3 separate regions of the Mus musculus genome follow, and regions 1 and 2 are each linked to region 3. Evidence: chromatin contacts called from public Hi-C and HiChIP or PLAC-seq data. All regions are on one chromosome and are shown on one strand. Each heading gives the region's core, a stretch centred on a gene start, on an enhancer-like site or on the middle of the called end of the contact. The rest is flanking DNA. Distances are from core to core; before and after follow the strand shown. Region 1 overlaps Gli3 (GLI-Kruppel family member GLI3). Region 2 has its middle 42 kb from the start of Gli3. Region 3 has its middle 43 kb from the start of 4933412O06Rik.

Region 1 (2,990 bases), core at 234-2,733, 270 kb after region 3:
TGAAAACAATCCTAGGCATATTAGTTTGGGATTATTTGGTTTTTGTTTTTGATTTTTAGTGAGATTTGGCTTTAAACTTAATATGAAATGGGCCACGATCTATCTTCTGGTTCCTGGATGCTTGGAAGACATCTTTAACTGAAGAGTACAGACCTATTTTACCAGGAAGTATTTTACATTGTTGAAAGTCCCACTACTTTATGCCACTGTTCTATTCCTAAAATGTTCTTTTGATGTATAGGCAAAGATCTAAACCCAGGATTTTATCACCGCTGGTTGAGTAAAAGCTATGCCACCAAAAGGAGGCTCACGGAAGCATAGCAGGTTCAGATCTAAGGGGCACATCATTTTCTCTCCCATGCTCATTTTCACTCTCTGTTCTCCTCACACACAAAACACACTTTTCAACCCGGTTCAGAACTAAAAGTTTTCTGATTTAAAACAAAACAAAACAAAACAAAACAAAAAAACCAAACAAACAAAAAAAAAAACTTTGTTATAAGCAAGCATGTACCAAAAATCCTTGACAACCTACAACCAACCATGGAAGGCAGCAGAAATAATAGTGAACATTCTCCATTCTCATTTCCCTCTTCTTTCTTAGGGCTCAGTGCTTTCCAAAATAGCCCCTTCCCCTACCCTTTCAGTCTCTGCTGTAGGTAGAGCTAAGCCAGTGACTACAGTGCAGTTGTGAGCAGTTCCACTGAGACCTCTCTCTCACCCCATGCTCCCTCCCACACTGTACAGGGCTCCTCTCAGCATCAAATGCGTCTAGTTTTACTTGTAAAGATATAGTCACACAAAGAAAGAAGCTAACCTCTCAAAAGGCAAAGGGGAAATGTTAGGCAGTTCCCACAAAAATAACTCAGAGGACTTTAAATTCTGCATATGAAATACTTAAATTTCAAAATCAATAAAACATTTAAATCTTAACGTGCACCTATCTATATACAACTAAACTGGTTTAGAGACAAGGTCTTCATTCCCAAATGGCTTCCAATTGCACACAGAATTCCAAGTTCCTTGCACCAATTCACAGACATACTATTTATTAACGGTATAATTTAAAAAATGATGCTTATAAAATGTGGTCATCGTTTCCATAGGCTTAAGCACACTGGCAGGGCCACAGGTGTAGCAGCGTGGTCCACTTTAACAATTTTGCTGGTTAAATGCTAATAATCCCAAGTAAGCCTAGTTGTAGACACAAGTGAATTTGAAATTCTCAGAAAATGCCGAAGTCTCTGGAACTTCTGGTCCTAATCAATCACTGGAGATCAGTGACATCATTGATGCCTTTGATCACAGATCCTCTTTCAAGCTGGGATGGGCTGCATTGATCCTTGCTGGCACAGAGAAAGGAGAAACACCTAGGAGTGAAACCCACTGTGAAACCTAAGAAATCACCAGCATCCCCTCCCCTCCTTCGGGACAGGGGGAGAGGACATTCCAGGGCTGCCCAACCCCAAACAATAGAGCGCGCTCATTAAAGCCAAGCCTAATTCCCTCTGACTAGGACTCTCAGAACGTTTTCAGAGAGGAAGAGGTGATAAGCCACTTTTCTTTCAAAGAGCCTAGGTTATGAACCCTTGAGCTTCATCGTCTTAACCTACGGAGGACCATCCCTCAAGCTCTTCTGTGGAGGAGGTGTCCTGGGGAAACGTGTTTTGCCATTTTTCCCATCTCAAAGCACTCGTTATATAATAAGAACTTCCATGTCTACTTAAATATTTTATTTCAGGAAAACAGTACTATTTTTTCAAATCAATTTTGTTCTATCTCAATTTTTTTACTTAATGAATTGTTTAATAATTCTCTATGAGTCAAAAAGAAAAGTCTTAGATACAGTGTTGGTTTATACAACGCTCTCTACTTGAGCTGCTATCTGAATGCCCTCATCCAAAATGCTTACTGAGGAGATGAAAACTAACTGCTCCTTCGTCCGTGGAGCCCACTGATGTTTGTTCCTCTCCCACCCTTGTTTGTAATGCAGTCTAATTGAGCTTCAGAGATGCTAGTGGGATGTAGTTTATTAACTCCCTCATCAGTGATCAATGATTTCATTAATAAGACCGATAACAAAACTGTCATATCATCACCACTGTTATGAAAGATGAGCCTAGCTTCCTGCTCCATTTTCCAAGGTCTAGGGTTCTCTGTGGCAGCTCTGAGTCCATTCAATATTTTCCAACGACAGAGAAAAGTGAAAATCCATTTTGAAACCAATTTCAATTAGGATCCAGAAGCTGTTATCACAGATGTCGCAGAATGGGCCCGTAAGTGGAAATGTCGCCTATCCATTCTGAAATGAAACCTTATCAGGAGCTACAAAGATGGCTGGGGACAGCCTATCTGTAAATTACTTTTCGTCCTGTGTTAACTCAGCCTTAGCTCTGTCACATGGAATTCTTTCTATCCACTAGTAATAATCTAGTGACTAAGTAGACACAGCACCCCGACAAAGTCGGGCAGGGCTGCCCTCTTAAACATGGGTACAAATGCACACACACTTAGGCCCGCAGGCCTGCGAAACAATAGGCATGCTTTCATTGGTAGAATTCAAAGTTTATTATGGGAAATAAAAGAGGCCCATCTCCACCCATTGCATTCCTAGTGATTTTTCAATTGCAAACTCCAAGGCTCCGTTATTTCATTAATGCAGCACCCAAGTCAGGAGGCTTTTCTCTGGCATCTCACAGTCTCCTTTTAGCAAATTATCCCATGACGGCGGATTTATTCAGTCAAAGACCTCGGACTTTGAGAGGCAACAAAAGAATCAAGAGACTTTCTGGTCCACCTGCCTGGCGGATGATGAGGCAGGGGAAAGTCTCCCCCAGAGAAACCAATCAAACCATTGTGTGGCACAGTCAGACCTTTTCAGCTGTCAAGCTGGAGAGCTGAGAGAGATGAAAAGAACAGGGATGGAGCTACCATTTACAGAACCATGTGGGAATGGTCTCCGAAGATTTCATAATTAGGATGGAACTCAA
Region 2 (2,933 bases), core at 256-2,755, 340 kb after region 3:
CCTTTAGACACGTGCAGAAAAAGTGTGCCAATAATCAGACAGACACTATTTGCCTGGAAAGTGCAAATCTTTGTCTCATATTTGTGCTTGGAAGTGAGAGCTGAATAGCTGTTCTTTTCTCTTTTTCATTGAATCTAAACTACTGAGGCTCCACTAGGAGAAGATGGTGTGAGAAGTCTATGTTTTTCCTACCTATTTTGTGAGAGAACTTACATTTCATATGGTAAATGATGCAGAAAATGTTTTGCTTCTCAACCCACTTCCCAGTACATATGTTTGTTGAAGAGTTTTAGGAATGTCTCTAATTTTTAGAAAATTAAAAATTTTTCTGAACATTTATTTATGAGCCATTTTTGTGTGCTGTTTTAACTCTTCTTTATTGTTTACTATAAAAGAATGGTGGGATGAACAATAAAACCTGAAAGTCTCTAATATCTTATTAAAGGTTAAAAATGACTGCTTTCTGAACTTTCTGACTTCTTAAACTTTCTTAAATTATATAAACACTCACAGATATACCTAAAAATTATCTCCCGTCAGGAATTTTTATGAAATTCAAGATTAATGAGAAGGGACTTGAGAACAAGGATTGGTGATTTCTCCACCTACCCCTTCATCCATTTGTCAAGACACAATATTTCTGTTCAAAAAAAAAACAGTTGACAGAAATAAGGATGTAAATTTTTTGTCTCTTCCTGACTTAGGGCCAATATTTCACTTAAGCACACCACTGCTTAAAGCCATCTCTATACTATGAGTGTCTTTATCTGATAGACATTTTTCTATTCAAAATTTCCTAAAGTTCCACAGGAGTAGCAAGCATAATAGGGGCAAAATCAATTCCAGGGAGATACTTAAAAGATAGCACATGGTTACTTTAAGAAGAAAAGAGATTACCATTGTTGTTGTTGTTATTATTATTATTACTGCTACTACTATTAGTGTGCATACTCATGAAACGGGGTGGGGGCTCGCATGCCATGGTATGCCTGTCGGGGTCAGAGGACAGCCGCGTGGCGTTGGTTCCCTCTGTCTGCATTTACACAGCTTCTGGGATTTGAACCTGGGTTGTCAGAGTTGAGCAACAATTGTTTCTACCTGGTAAATCATCTTGCTAGGCTCCAAAGGCTGTTTATTTAATTCATAGTTTGGAGCCCTCTAGTGAGGGCCTCATTCCTCCAGTGAGGGCCTCACGACAGCCAGTCTTACAATGGCTGGAACAGAACGTGTATAGAAAAGATCATATGGTAACACAGGTAATTCAGGAGCCATCTTGCTTGGTTTTTATATAACAATCTATTCTTATAAAAAGTATCCTGCTTCTGTGAGAACTACATTACTCCCTTCCCAGAGATGTGCCTGCATGACCTAATCACCTTTGACTAGACTTTACTCCTTAAAGACTCCGCTGCTTCCCAAAACTGCCACAGCAGGGACTAATGCATCTAGCCATGAACCTTCAGAGATGTCCTCAAGCCACATTCTCAGCAGATGGATTTTTTTTTTATATGCCCGTGATTCATAATATCAGAGAAGCAGCTGTAGGGCTGAGTGATTCTTGAGTTTGGTGTCAGAGCTGAACTGAAAACAAATGCCTCTTACAAATGGACAGGAAGCTCTGCCGGGGAAACAGATCTTTCACTGAAAGCATAAAAATTGATTAAACCATTACCTGGACTATTTATGGAAAAATCTTCAAGGTAGCATAATGCTGTATTGAGGCTTTAAAATAAAAAAGAGCATGTTTCATTTCATTTAAAATATCAAAAAAGAAGAGGGAATACCAAAGCCGAGGCAGAACGCAGCATGCTGCGACAGAAAAGAGCAGGCAAGAACAAGAATGCCAGAGCTATGCCTGTGACTCAGCCTGGAACAGAGGCAAAGCATTAAAACTGGACCTCTGAGGTGGGACGCTCGCTGCTGCTCGGAGCATCCTGTGCCGAGGGCAGAACAACTTCTTCCGAGGAATGAAAATTCCTACGCTCCTTCAGCCAACAGGGAAGCTTGCTCTGATTAAAGTTATTCAGAAGTAAATTCTCTGTGGAGTCAGATGACCAGCCTGAGGAGTTAGGAGATTTCCTTTGCAGGGAAGACAGAGCTATGCATGCATGTTTGTTGACAACTTGTTTATGAAGTTTATGGGCAGAAATAGTTTGGACGGGTCTCCATGTACACACAGCTTTAGTTATCTGGCATCTGCATGGACTGATTTACTCTAGAGAACAATGTGATTTTGGTAATCTAGAGCACTACCCATTTATTATTCTCTCTCCAACTCTGTCTTTTTAAAGACGTTTGTTAAAAAAAAAAAAAAAAAAAAACTAGACATTCTACCACTGCTAGCTTTAAAATAAAATATAATTTTGGGATAGCAAAAAAATTAAAGAATGATAAACTACAGAATTAAACTTGGGAGAAACATGTAAGAACTGTTTATTATTAACTAAAGAGATGGCTTAGCAGTTAAGAGCCAATACTGCTCTTGTCCAGGACCTGGGATCCATTCCCAGCATCTACATTAGGTGTCTCACAATTACCTATAACTCCATTCCTAGGAGATCCTATGCCTTCTAGCATCCAGGGGTACCTTCATGCATGTGGGACACAGAGATTTATACACACACACACATATATATACACACAGGAAAATAAATACATCCATCTTTTCAAATGTTACATTTTATCAAAATAATTTATTTACTGGATGGATTAAAGCAAACACTTTCTGTGCAAGGTTTTATGTTATAAATTAATGCTCCATGAACTTTAAAAAGCCTAACAACTAATTCATAATTATCTTGAGAGTACAAACAATGAGACATGCAGGGCTGTACTGTGAGGTGCTGGCTGGTTTCTGCACGTGCCTCAGTGATAAAGAACAAGGCATGGGGACAAGAGTCATGGCTCGGCAGTTAGGGGAAGGTGCTTTCCTT
Region 3 (3,263 bases), core at 640-3,139:
CTGAAAACATAAATTTGAAGTATGCATGGCGTTTTAATCTCAAAGCCTGCCCCCCAGTGACATAATTCTTGCAGCTAGGCTGTCCCACCTAAACCTTCCTAAACGGAGCCACTATCTGAGGACCAAGTTTTGAAATACCCATGACTGTGGGAATTTTTTATTCAAGTGATGATATACAGAAGACAGACATAGAGATGGATGTAGCTTTAATGGCGGGTTAATCCCCCCACCCCCAAAACCATAGACTAACCTCCCACCCCTCTCTTCCGCCACCCCCCACCCCCACAGAAAAAAGAAAACAAACACAGTGCCATGCAAGTGATATCTTACTTTGAGTTTTTGGTGGATGGGATTCGAAAGACCCCACAACAACATAGACTTTTACCATTGCTTTTGCTCGCTTGAATAATTGATGTTAATTCCCTATTGCTGAAGACACCACATACTTTGGGCATGGAACTGACAGAAATGAAACTGATACTGACCAGAAAGCATTTTCCTCAGAGCTCTCACACTGTCAGAAATGCTATGAAGGTTCTAGACAGTCCTACCCAACTCTAAATCCCGTGAACCTGCTTGTTTGTTTGTTTTGTTCTTGTTCAGGAAGGAGCTCCAATCATAGTGATCAGATGTAAACACATGAACAAAAGGCCAGTACTAATTGGACTCAGTAAGTCACACACACACACACACACACACACACACACACACACACACACAATTATATACGAAGAGATGCCGCTGAGTGATGGTGGCGCATGCCTTTAATCCCAGCACTCGGGAGGCAGAGGCAGGTGAATTTCTGAGTTCAAGGCCAGCCTGGTCTACAGCGTGAGTTCCAGGACAGCCAGGGCCATACAGAGAAACCCTGTCTCAAAGAGAGAGAGAGAGATGGGGAGAGAGAGAGAGAGAGATGGGGAGAGAGAGAGAGAGAGAGAGAGAGAGAGAGAGAGAGAGAGAGAGAGAGAGAGAGACCAATAAGTTGAATCAAGGCTCTCAGAGACTAATCCTGACTCTGAGATTCCCACTCACATGCGCGTGATTCCCAGAGCACCTGAAGTCAAAGAGATGTTCTCCTGGTGCCCGGTTCCTTCCCTCCCTAATGGGCTCTCCTCCTGACACCCTGGCTGGAAGCTTCTTCCCCCAGACTTTGTCATTTTCCAGGCTTTTGTTGTCCTCTCTCACACAGTATTCTGGATCCAAGGCCCCCGTAGAGAAGGACCCCTTTCTTGCTGTCCTGTTTTCCTCTGGGTAGTAGACACTGGGCCAGCTCTGTCCCTGACCAATCATGTGGCACTAGCCAGCTGACTCCACCTCTCTCCTCTTCTGCTTTTCAGATCTGTTTCCCCCTTCTTCTCCCCACCACCCCCACCCCAACCCCCACCCAACCCCACCCCCAGGACTTGTGGTCACCCATATCTGCCCTCACTCTACATGCTTAGTAGCTCTGGCTGTCCTGATCTCCTCTACATTCGTGTTTGAAAGGTTGCCTGGTCACAGATAAGGCAAACAGTTTGAATAAAGGGAACATGTAAAAGGAGCACCTTGCTAGGCCATGCGAGCAGAAGTGGGCACGAGACAAAGAAGCCTCATTCAATCTTCACTGTCCTTGCGCGGTGATTTGGGCCCACTGTGAAATTAAGGAAACTGGTTTGCCAAAGGCGGAACTGTTATCCACTTAGGCACAAGGCTCCCTGGGGCAGGCCTCATGCTCTATCTCCCAAAGGGCCTGAGGGAAGTCATTTTGCTTGTTCAGAAAGAGTAAGGAAGGGGGAGAGAAGAGGAAAAACAGCTCCAAGAATGCTGAATTGGCTCTCTGCGGGATGCTGCCGGCTGCTGCTTCACAGTAGAGATGCCAAACCGAGCCTAGACCCACCCTGTCAGCAACAGCGCTCTTGTCACAGCAGATCCGCCAATACAGCCTGCGCCACCGAGGAATCCTTGTTTATTTGTATTTCGTGCTAAGAAGAGACTGGCCCAGATCCAGGAAAGCCACTCCACGAAGCGGCGCCCCTCTCCAGCAGCTTCCGATTGATTCTAAACACTACATGCCTGGAATAGTCAAACCAAGACGCTTTTTATCTGCTCACGTAGGTTCTCGCTAACACCCGAGAGGAACGATGCTCTCCTGGGGATTTTGGCAAAGTAAAGCGCGGGCCTGCGGGCAGCCATTCCGCATGTCGCCGCGCGGTGGCGGAAGCAGCACAGCAAAGGGGTTCAGCGAGGAAGCCAATAACTAAACCGTGATTCTGCGCCCCAGGACCTGGGTCGTCCCCTGTGTGCAAAGGGTCGCCCAGAAGGAAGAAGGGGAAGGAAAAAGGACAGCGGCGTCCCATGAGAATGGAGAGTGATGGTAGTGTGTTCCAAAGATGCGTTTTGTTTTGTTTTCTCTGGCTAACACCGGAAATAGAAGCAGCAGAAAAGGGACTGGAAGGATTCTCCCTCTGGCACCGTGCAACAGCAGCTGTTCTTTGATTGAAATGCTCTGTTACCGTTGTGTATGAGGCTTAATCGCCCAAGGAAGCTGCAGCTTCTCCCATTCACTTTCTTCCATATTCTCCCAAAAGTATACGTCCCAGTTAGCTACTCTGTAAAATTCAGTTCTGGTGTCCCCAATCCAAGATTTCTTTGTCGGTGTGGGCTGTGTGTCCAAGCCACAGTCTTGCCCATACATCAGCTTTGCCTCTATGCACCACGCCTTCCTACCCCCACCTACAGAGTGCCTTTTCTAGTCAGCTGGTTCCCTTTGGCATCCTCTTTATTTCATCTTTGGAAGGGTTGCCTATCCATATTGAATTCGTTGAACCCTGTATTTGGAAGCACAGCAACAATGTTCAGCCTTGTCCTGATGCCCACTGGCATCCTATATAATTCATTCTGTCCTGATTATCTTGTTAGGTAGATGAGACAATTGGGGCTCCACAGCTAAAGTAAGTGGTAAGTAGAAAGGAGCCCCCCTCTCCATGTCCAGGTAACTCAGGCACTTGCCTTTGCCCTCAGAGAGGGGCAGCTTTGTCATCAGGTTCCTCTGACCAGTTATGGCTAGGACTTCATTTCCTAAGCAGGATGAAGCTATGTTCTGGCATATTCTGAGAGGTTCTGGACAATGGATCTATATCCCCAACACCGCATCCCGACTATCACAATCATACTCCATCCTCTCTCTCTCTCTCTCTCTCTCTCTCTCTCCCCCTCTCCCTCTCCCTCTCCCTCTCCCTCTCTCTCCCTCTCTCTCCGTCTCTCTCCCTCTCTCCCTCTCTCTC

Evidence for each region. Hi-C and Micro-C count contacts between places; a contact is called where the count stands out from the background. HiChIP or PLAC-seq counts read pairs in DNA pulled down with a chosen protein or histone mark.
Region 1: a contact with region 3 is called in an H3K4me3 HiChIP or PLAC-seq map of craniofacial prominence, with 4 times the contacts expected there. The contact joins two enhancer-like sites. A contact is called at or near these places in 2 of 484 Hi-C or Micro-C datasets (embryonic stem cells and nephron progenitors), 4 of 115 datasets of contacts at active chromatin or transcription factors (craniofacial prominence, embryonic forebrain, embryonic limb bud and 1 more) and 1 of 9 other capture datasets (embryonic tail).
Region 2: a contact with region 3 is called in a Hi-C map of uterus, with 4 times the contacts expected there. The contact joins two enhancer-like sites. A contact is called at or near these places in 1 of 15 datasets of contacts at CTCF or cohesin (the NIH/3T3 cell line), 4 of 484 Hi-C or Micro-C datasets (cerebellar granule neurons and uterus), 2 of 115 datasets of contacts at active chromatin or transcription factors (bone marrow-derived dendritic cells and fibro-adipogenic progenitors) and 1 of 9 other capture datasets (embryonic stem cells).

Annotation. Positions count from the first base shown.
Region 1 is chr13:15,485,979-15,488,968 of GRCm38.p6, reverse strand. All of the region lies in intron 2 of Gli3 (GLI-Kruppel family member GLI3), which reads right to left. Among named protein-coding and RNA genes, the nearest start is that of Gm6556, 23 kb to the right of the region's middle. Within about 2 kb of position 1,483, at least 18 of the 459 cell types and tissues checked have an H3K27ac peak or open chromatin away from gene starts, as enhancers often do. A contact at or near this core is called in craniofacial prominence and embryonic forebrain, where this site is marked.
Region 2 is chr13:15,420,528-15,423,460 of GRCm38.p6, reverse strand. No RefSeq gene overlaps it. Among named protein-coding and RNA genes, the nearest start is that of Gli3, 42 kb to the left of the region's middle. Within about 2 kb of position 1,505, at least 44 of the 459 cell types and tissues checked have an H3K27ac peak or open chromatin away from gene starts, as enhancers often do. A contact at or near this core is called in uterus, where this site is marked.
Region 3 is chr13:15,758,222-15,761,484 of GRCm38.p6, reverse strand. No RefSeq gene overlaps it. Among named protein-coding and RNA genes, the nearest start is that of 4933412O06Rik, 43 kb to the left of the region's middle. Within about 2 kb of position 1,889, at least 157 of the 459 cell types and tissues checked have an H3K27ac peak or open chromatin away from gene starts, as enhancers often do. A contact at or near this core is called in craniofacial prominence, embryonic forebrain and uterus, where this site is marked.